Linked DNA regions of Hordeum vulgare: all the other regions are linked to region 3. A link is a contact called in public Hi-C data. All regions are on one chromosome and are shown on one strand. Each heading gives the region's core, a stretch centred on a gene start, on an enhancer-like site or on the middle of the called end of the contact. The rest is flanking DNA. Distances are from core to core; before and after follow the strand shown.

Region 1 (2,700 bases), core at 179-2,678, 480 kb before region 3:
GATACCTCTCCGTCACACGGAGTGACAAATCCCGATCTCGATTCGTACCAACCCAACAGACACTTTCGGAGGTACCCGTAGTGCACCTTTATAGTCACCCAGTTACGTTGTGACGTTTGATACACCCAAAGCACTCCTATGGTATCCGGGAGTTGCACAATCTCACGGTCGAAGGAAAAGACACTTGACATTAGAAAAGCTTTAGCATACGAACAAATACGATCTAGTGCTATGCTTAGGATTGGGTCTTGTCCATCACATCATTCTTCCAATGATGTGATCCCGTTATCAATGACATCTAATGTCCATGATCAGGAAACCATGATCATCTATTGACTAACGAGCTAGCCAACTAGAGGCTTGCTAGGGACACATTGTGATCTATTTATTCACACATGTATTACTGTTTCCTGTTAATACAATTATAGCATGAACAATAGACGATTATCATGAACAAGGAAATATGATAATAACCATTTTATTATTGCCTCTAGGGCATATTTCCAACAAGATCCCCCTGGGAGCTCGGCGCGCGGGCTCCTAGCTTTTGAATCCGGTCGGTTCCGGCGATTCTGAGCGCGGGAAGAGGACGATGTGGCGCTGCTTCGGCTGGGGGAGGGGGGGAAGGAAAAGGTGGGTCGACTTCGGGCGGGCGCAAGAAGAAGGAGGCGACACGAGGGAGCTATGGCTGGCATGAAGAAGAATGGGGCGGTCCGGCACAACTTCGACCGACGTGCAAGGTATATTCGACTGAATTTGTTGCGGGTTCGAGCTCGATTTTGCCGCGGAGTAGGTTTAGGTCAAACTCATGCCGAATTTTGTACATTTTGTAGATGGATTGGAGCTCGTCCTTATCGTCTTCTTCCGACAATTGGGACATAGAAGACTTTATTCTCGACGACCATGACGAGAATCTAGTGTTCTTGCATCTCATCGATGAATCTGAAGAGGGGGCGAGCAAAAAAGTCATGGATTGCCGGTCGGCCAGCTATGCATTCCCGGTAACCGAGCTTTGGGAGACAAGATGCTCATGAAGGAATGCATACAAATGAGCTTGGATGAACAGAAAATTTGTAAGATATTTTAAAATGTTTTAAATAATCTGAAATTCTTTTACACCAAACTTTTATAAATGTTTTAATAGCTTGCAAAATTTCAGTACGAAATCACAATTTTTAAAGTCATGGCAAAAAAACAAAAGTATTGCTTCAAAATGCTTTTGAAAGTAGCATTTTTAAAGTTTTGATTTTATTTTATTTGCCACGAATTTCACGAGCATTTAAAACATTTGTCAAAGTTTTCTTATTTTTTTTTAAATTATTTATATTATTTTTGAAATTTACTGTTCAGCGTGCAAAAACATCACGTCCATCTCTTACTCTGATAAAAGCGTTCCGTGGTGGTTGAAGAAAATCGGGCACGACCAGCCTCTTTCTCCTCGTTCGTGTTAATGGCGCAGCGCGGCAACGGCCGCTTCCAAGGTTCCACCACTCCTCCACCCGATGCCTCCCTTCCAGCCATTAGCACATGAGCTCCACCTCTCGCGCCGCGCTCTCCCCGAGTCCCGATGTCACGGGCGCCTCCCGCGTTGGCGGCTCCGGCCAACTCCACGTTCTCCCACCTCTTCCAGCTCTGCGCCCGCGGCGGCCGCGCTGCCCTCGACGCCGGGCGAGCCGCTCACGCGCGCATGCTCGTGTCCGGGTTCGTCCCGACAGCCTTCGTCTCGAACTGCCTCCTGCAGATGTACGCCCGCTGCGCGGACGCCGCGTACGCTCGCAGGGTGTTCGACGCGATGCCCCACAGGGACACCGTCTCGTGGAACACCATGCTCACCGCGTATTCGCACTGCGGAGACATCGCGACCGCGGTATCACTGTTCGATGCAATGCCAAATCCGGATGTCGTGTCATGGAACACGCTCGTCTCAAGCTATTGTCAGCGTGGCATGTATGGCGAGTCTGTGGCCCTGTTTCTGGAGATGGCTCGCTCTGGTGTTGCCTCCGACCGGACAACGTTCGCTGTCCTTCTGAAGTCGTGCGGTGCTCTGGACGACTTGGCACTCGGTGTGCAAATCCATGCGTTGGCGGTGAAGGCAGGGTTAGATATTGATGTCCGGACTGGGAGTGCTCTCGTGGACATGTATGGCAAGTGCGGCAGTTTGGATGACGCGTTCTTCTTCTTTTATGGAATGCCCGAGAGGAACTGGGTCTCGTGGGGTGCAGCCCTTGCTGGGTGCGTTCACAATGAGCAGTACACGCGTGGATTGGAGCTGTTCATGGAGATGCAGAGGTCAGGGATGGGAGTGAGCCAGCCGGCTTATGCCAGTGTCTTTAGATCCTGCGCAGCAAAATCATGTCTGAGCACTGGAAGGCAGTTGCATGCACATGCCATAAAGAATAACTTCAATACCGACCGTATTGTTGGGACAGCTATTGTCGATGTTTATGCTAAGGCTAATAGCTTGGTGGATGCTAAAAGGGCATTCTTTGGGTTGCCCAGCCATACAGTACAAACGTGCAATGCCATGATGGTTGGGCTTGTGCGCGCTGGGCTTGCAAATGAGGCCTTGGAACTGTTTCAGTTCATGACCAGGTCAGGCATTGGTTTTGATGCAGTCAGTTTATCGGGCATCTTCAGTGCCTGTGCAGAGATTAAGGGGTATTTAAAAGGGCTACAAGTCCACTGCTTAGCAATGAAATC
Region 2 (2,733 bases), core at 158-2,657, 340 kb before region 3:
GCCTTCTAGCTAGGTATGATGATCATGGTCAGGATTCACTAATTAATTGATGGATTGGTGTAAATATTTTGAGATCGACGGAAAATAAAATTCAACTTCTTCATTTTCCAATTTAGTGAACAAGTGGTGTAAGTATTCATGAGATAGTAATATAACTTCACACTGGTGTAAGTATTCATGAGATAGTAATATAACACTTCTTTGCCTTCTACTTATATTTGCTATTGTAAAGGAGAAACCATCTATGTTTAATTTATTTTTTTGCAAAAGAGAAACCGTCTACCTTGAACGAGGTGTGTCATTGTTGTATTGTGTAAATTGTAACCAAGCGTATGAAGGATTTGATATATGGTTCTATTGGTCAAAATTCATTATTCATGCTTCAAGGGGATGCCACGCACTTTTAGTTTTAGTCAAAAGCTAGGAAGACATGAAGCAGACTTTTGCTTTAGGTACTCCCTCCATGAAATATAACACCCCTGAAATTACATGGGATTCAACGTGCGACTTTGATCATTTTTATATATTAACGTACATGGGTTGAACATGGATAAATTTTATTGTATTTTTTTTTACAAAACTACTTTATTGCATATATATATATATTGAAACTAATTTTGTAGACATACAATGATCGATAATGATTGTCAAAGTTGTGCGACAAAGACCAAACAATTCAAGCGCGCTTTACATGTTGGGAATGAGGAGTATTAGGAAGGATGGAGTATTATTTTATAGGTGTCATTTCATATCTAATTATTTTCTTTCAACTAAAGTGCAAAATTCAGTAACTATTTTTTCTTTCCCGCGTCATGCACGCGCCTCTAATTTTTATGTGTTGGCTGATGTACCTAAACTGTACGTGGAATCGTAATGATGTGCACTGCCAACTACACGAGGTGATAGACTGCTTCAAAATAAAGCTTTTGTGGGCAACGCAAATAAAATGTTGTGACATGGACAAGAAAACGAATTATCAAAGTAATAGAGTTGTCACATACGTTTTTCTATTCAATTTCAGTTTATGAATTTCGTCATTCAAATTTTTTATTCATAAAACTTAGAGCTTGTTGCATTTCTATGACACGTCTAAATAAATAATGTATTCGCCATAATCAAACTAATCAGATTATCTTATACTCTAAAATAAACACATCAAACATTGAATAGTGCAATGATTTGAATGGTATCGTCATTATTGTTTTATATCTTCCATGACAACGCACGTGCAAGCTTACTAGTGTTGAGTAGATGCTGTGTGGAGGATTGGCTAGTGCCTCGTGGTTGAATTATGAGGTTGCGGGATCGATTCGGAGGGGCACTGCTGTTTTTCATCATAGGCCGGCCCATCATTACGTCGCCCCTGCGCGTGCGAGCGATAACCTGCGGCTGATAGGAGCTCCCCTCATTTGGCGTGCTATATGTGCTGGCGATCGAGCCAGCACGCACCCCATTCGCGCAACCCTATTTGATGGCCCATGCACGGGCATGATGGACCCAGATGTTTCCATTTTGTATTATTCTCTCCCTTTTGTATTTTCTTCTATTTCTTGTTGTTGTTTTTTGTTCTTTATTATGATCCAGGATTTCAAAGAAGTTCCAAATTTCAAAAAAGAGAATAATGATAATTTTGTTTAGAAAACATAAAATGTTCGTGGATTAAAAAAACGTTCGTTTGTTAGAAAATAAAAATGAATTAAAAAAAAGGTTCCTAAATTTGTAACAAATACTCACAAAATTCAAAACAATATAGTGAGTTACGATGAAGTTATGTTCATGCATTTCATAAAAGTTAAAAAATATTCTAACAATTACGAAAATTGTTCCAAAATTTCAAAAAAAACGTTCTTTCAAAGAAATGTTCAGGAGTTTCAAGATTTTCTAAAATTTCAAAAACAAGTGTTCGTGAATTGGCGAATTGTTAACATTTTTTTATTAAAATATTCATGAAATCAGTATTTGTATTATTTAATAAAAACTGCATGAATTTGAAAACAAAATACGGGAATAGAATGGAAATAAAGAAAATGAGAAACAGAAATAATCCGAAAGGAAAAACTCTAGTCTGAAAAGATTCTAGGAACTGGTAGGCCGGTCAGGAATCTATACCCCTAATAATAAAGCGGCTATTGCTTCCGTCGGAAAATCCACCATGTTATTTTTATAAAAAAAACCTGTAATTTTTGTTATTCAACCCGCGCTTCAATTTCTCATTATGGTGGAATTAACAATGGACGAGTTGATTTTTCAACAAAATAGGATAGGACTAACTACATTAGTTTGTTAGCTTATTATTTTAATAAATCAAAATAATTATAAAAAAATTAAAAACGTGTGGTATTTTTTTCTCCCGTTACAACTCACGGGCTATTTTGCTAGTGTGTACATAACGGGGGCGGGGGTACACACCAGGTCGTTAACCAGCGACCTGCGTGCCGAATAGGATTGCCCATTTTTCTTTTGCCGTTTGGGGACACTGTTTTCATGTTTTTTTTTTCTGTTTTAGTATTTATTATTTTCCTTCTTCTTTTTTTCCAAATTTAAGAGCATTCTTCAAATTTTTAAGATTTTGAAATTTTCTAACCTTTATAAATTCGCGAATATTATTAAATTTTTTGATTTTTTTCGGAGTCAAGAACATTCTCCGTGTTTGTGAACTTTTTCAAATTCTGGAAGATGAATAAAATCTGTAACCCTTTTTCCAAATTAGTGAACTTCTTTTCCATGTCATGC
Region 3 (2,700 bases), core at 124-2,623:
TCTGGCATCGACTCTCGTGGTACCAATTGTGTTAATGTGCCAAGCTGGAGTGACCAAACTCGATCCATCGCGACGCCAGCTTCTACGGTTCTCCGTGCAGCTGAGGCCGACGTTCATCCACACGCAGCTAGCTGCCCCTGCATGCTCCCATTAAAAGCTTACCCCAACCAATCAACAACTAGTCCCAGCGTGTGAATTACAGAGAACAAAAGGGCAGTGAACCACAGAACTTATGGCACATCACATCTACCAAATATCCATCGAACTGTAGTTTTCACATATGCAGCAGGAGAGTACCGCCAAAACCCCGCAAAAAAAAAGGAGAGTACTGCCAAACATATGCAGCCTGTGCGAAAGATGGACGAAATCATCAGCTCGAGTCGTACGCCGCGAAAGACTGCCGTACATTTGGCTCAAAAGGCGAAAGCAGCCCGGCACCGGGCTCGATCGATCGTCCGTCTGAACGCCAACTTGACAAGAAAAGTGGCTGCTCGCTTTAGCAGTAGGGTCTCCGGCCAACCCTAGACCCTAAACTAATCCGGTACAGTTATTAATAAGCAGCTCGAATGCTCGATCAATCGCGTCGTCGGCGTGCTTGCATAGACATGTCCACATGAACCACATCAATGCAGCCTACAAATAATTTGGAGGTCGTAGCTACTACCTAATTGGGACGCATCCATCCATGCATGGCCCCCGAATAAGTTGTGGGCTTCTGGCTGCAGCCTATGAAAATTCAGAACCCGGATGGGGATGGAGCCCGTGTTGTTAAACCTAATCCTATTCGACCTAATGCTTGGCATAACTTAATTTTTTGGTGGTTGGATTGGATGGTAGACCATGGCGGCCGGTTCGCCCATGTGGGTGATCCATGCCAGCGCCACATGCATGGAGCTTGAGTACCAGACCATTAGAGAATGGATTTAATCTGCGTGCCAAAGCCCTCGTGCGGATATAAGCATTGGATCGGGAAGTGAAACCCTTGATTAAGACGCACACGAAGAAGAAGAAGAAGGTAGCAGAGCGTGCCAAAAGGTCGATAGAATCTAGTAGTAATATAGTTCGCTTGCATTCACGCCGAGGTGGTTTGTATCGGATTTCTTGAACCTTTTGCGGGTGCAAGAAAAATCTCGTTGCCAGTGATGGGGGAGGCGATAAAAAGGAGGGAGAAAAGGACACAAAAAAGATAATTAAAGTTGAACCCACTTGCTGTGGATTGTAGTGCAATTATATTTTGAGAAGAACCACTTGCAGAAATGACGAGTAAAATAATTCTCGCTTTTGTGGCTGCTTTGGGCCCTCATTGGAGTTGAACGGGCCCAGATCGCAAGTTGCTCTCGACCTTTTCTCCCGGGGTCTTTTCAGGCCTGGAGCCCGCTACGCACGATCGTAAGCCCCCATCGCGCATGTGATCAACGCCGCCATCCACCACGGGACCCGTTGCTGCTGGGAGGAAGACAACGATGAGCGAGCACGATCTCCACTGCTCCCTCCGTCCAAAAATAACTGTCTTAAGCTTAGTATAAATTTGTACTAGAGCTAGTAGAAAGTTGAGACACTTATTTTGAGACGAAGGAAGTACTTCAGATCGGTAGTTGGACGTGAAGCTTGGCCTTCGGTTTTCCTCTGTTACTACTCTTCATAATTTCGTTTGCTCACAGTATTTTCAAATCGTCGTCGTCCTTCACACGACAGGATCGGATCGGGGTTCTTTTGGCCCTGTCACGATGAACTGCGGGCGATTGGGATGGCATGGGCGCACACCGGGCAATTCCTATTTATCCCAAATCACCCGTTCTTATTTATCCCAAATCACCCGTTCAGCTCACTTTTCAGCTCACAAGTGACGCATTGCATGTTGTTATTTATCATAATTCAATTTTTTTTCTTTTAGTTTTGTTTATTTAAAATGTTTTACCTCATTTTTTTTAGAATTTTATCATTCATATTACGAAACAGTACAAAGAAGTTGACCCTTACAAGCATACTGAAACGCAAACACAGAAAACCATGAACACCTAGAGTACCTAAGACAACCATAACAAAAAGATCTCCGGAGCCCTGTGTCTTCATCCCTGAATCTTGAGAGAAGACCCCTGCAGCAGAAGGATTTGCAACCAGTCGCAAGCAGGTCATCATCTTCGACCACGGTACAATTGCCGCCATGTTGCTTCCTCCTTTCTTGACACCAGCGCTGAGAGGGCATGGACATCAATCCAACACACCTGCAACAGCCGTCGCCATCTTTGGCTTTGAGTACCGCGAAAAGTGTTCCCTCCGGAAAGAAGAGAACTCGAGTCATCCGACCGGTCCAGCACCGCGGTCGGGCCATCCGTCCGGACAAAGCAGGATCTCCCACCAGCATGAGCGCAGAGGAAGGAGAAGAACAGCAGCAACAAATCATACCAACAAGGAAGAAGAAGTGTCTTCGTCTCCCAACATCCATCGCCCATCTGAGGACCCAAGCGGCCAGTGCCAATGGACCTCCAGCCACCATAGCCCGCGACCTCGACGAGATCCGGGGATCCCCAACCCCGCTGGCTCCTAGGCGAAGGCAAAAGCCTCGTCTGACCGCGAACGGAGCCCGGAGAAGCTTATTTCGACGTGACACCATCGCAACGGCCTCGGCAGCGTCTCCCTCAACCCTAACCCTATCACACATCCACCTAGCGAACAGACCCGAGGTTCCCCCTCTCTCCG

What was found. Hi-C and Micro-C count contacts between places; a contact is called where the count stands out from the background.
Region 1: a contact with region 3 is called in a Hi-C map of seedling, with 6 times the contacts expected there. The contact joins the promoter of LOC123437529 here to the enhancer-like site in region 3. A contact is called at or near these places in 2 of 6 Hi-C or Micro-C datasets (leaf and seedling).
Region 2: a Hi-C map of seedling shows a contact between it and region 3, with 6 times the contacts expected there. The contact joins two enhancer-like sites. A contact is called at or near these places in 5 of 6 Hi-C or Micro-C datasets (leaf and seedling).

Annotation. Positions count from the first base shown.
Region 1 is chr1H:366,531,004-366,533,703 of MorexV3_pseudomolecules_assembly, forward strand. LOC123437529 (pentatricopeptide repeat-containing protein At3g02330, mitochondrial) reads left to right here and starts at 1,429. Exons shown (of 6, transcript XM_045115723.1): 1 at 1,429-2,700. The coding sequence starts at 1,568.
Region 2 is chr1H:366,671,779-366,674,511 of MorexV3_pseudomolecules_assembly, forward strand. No RefSeq gene overlaps it. Among protein-coding and RNA genes, the nearest start is that of LOC123411208, 120 kb to the left of the region's middle. Within about 2 kb of position 1,408, at least 3 of the 3 cell types and tissues checked have open chromatin away from gene starts, as enhancers often do. A contact at or near this core is called in leaf and seedling, where this site is marked.
Region 3 is chr1H:367,009,503-367,012,202 of MorexV3_pseudomolecules_assembly, forward strand. No RefSeq gene overlaps it. Among protein-coding and RNA genes, the nearest start is that of LOC123437615, 8.7 kb to the right of the region's middle. Within about 2 kb of position 1,374, at least 3 of the 3 cell types and tissues checked have open chromatin away from gene starts, as enhancers often do. A contact at or near this core is called in leaf and seedling, where this site is marked.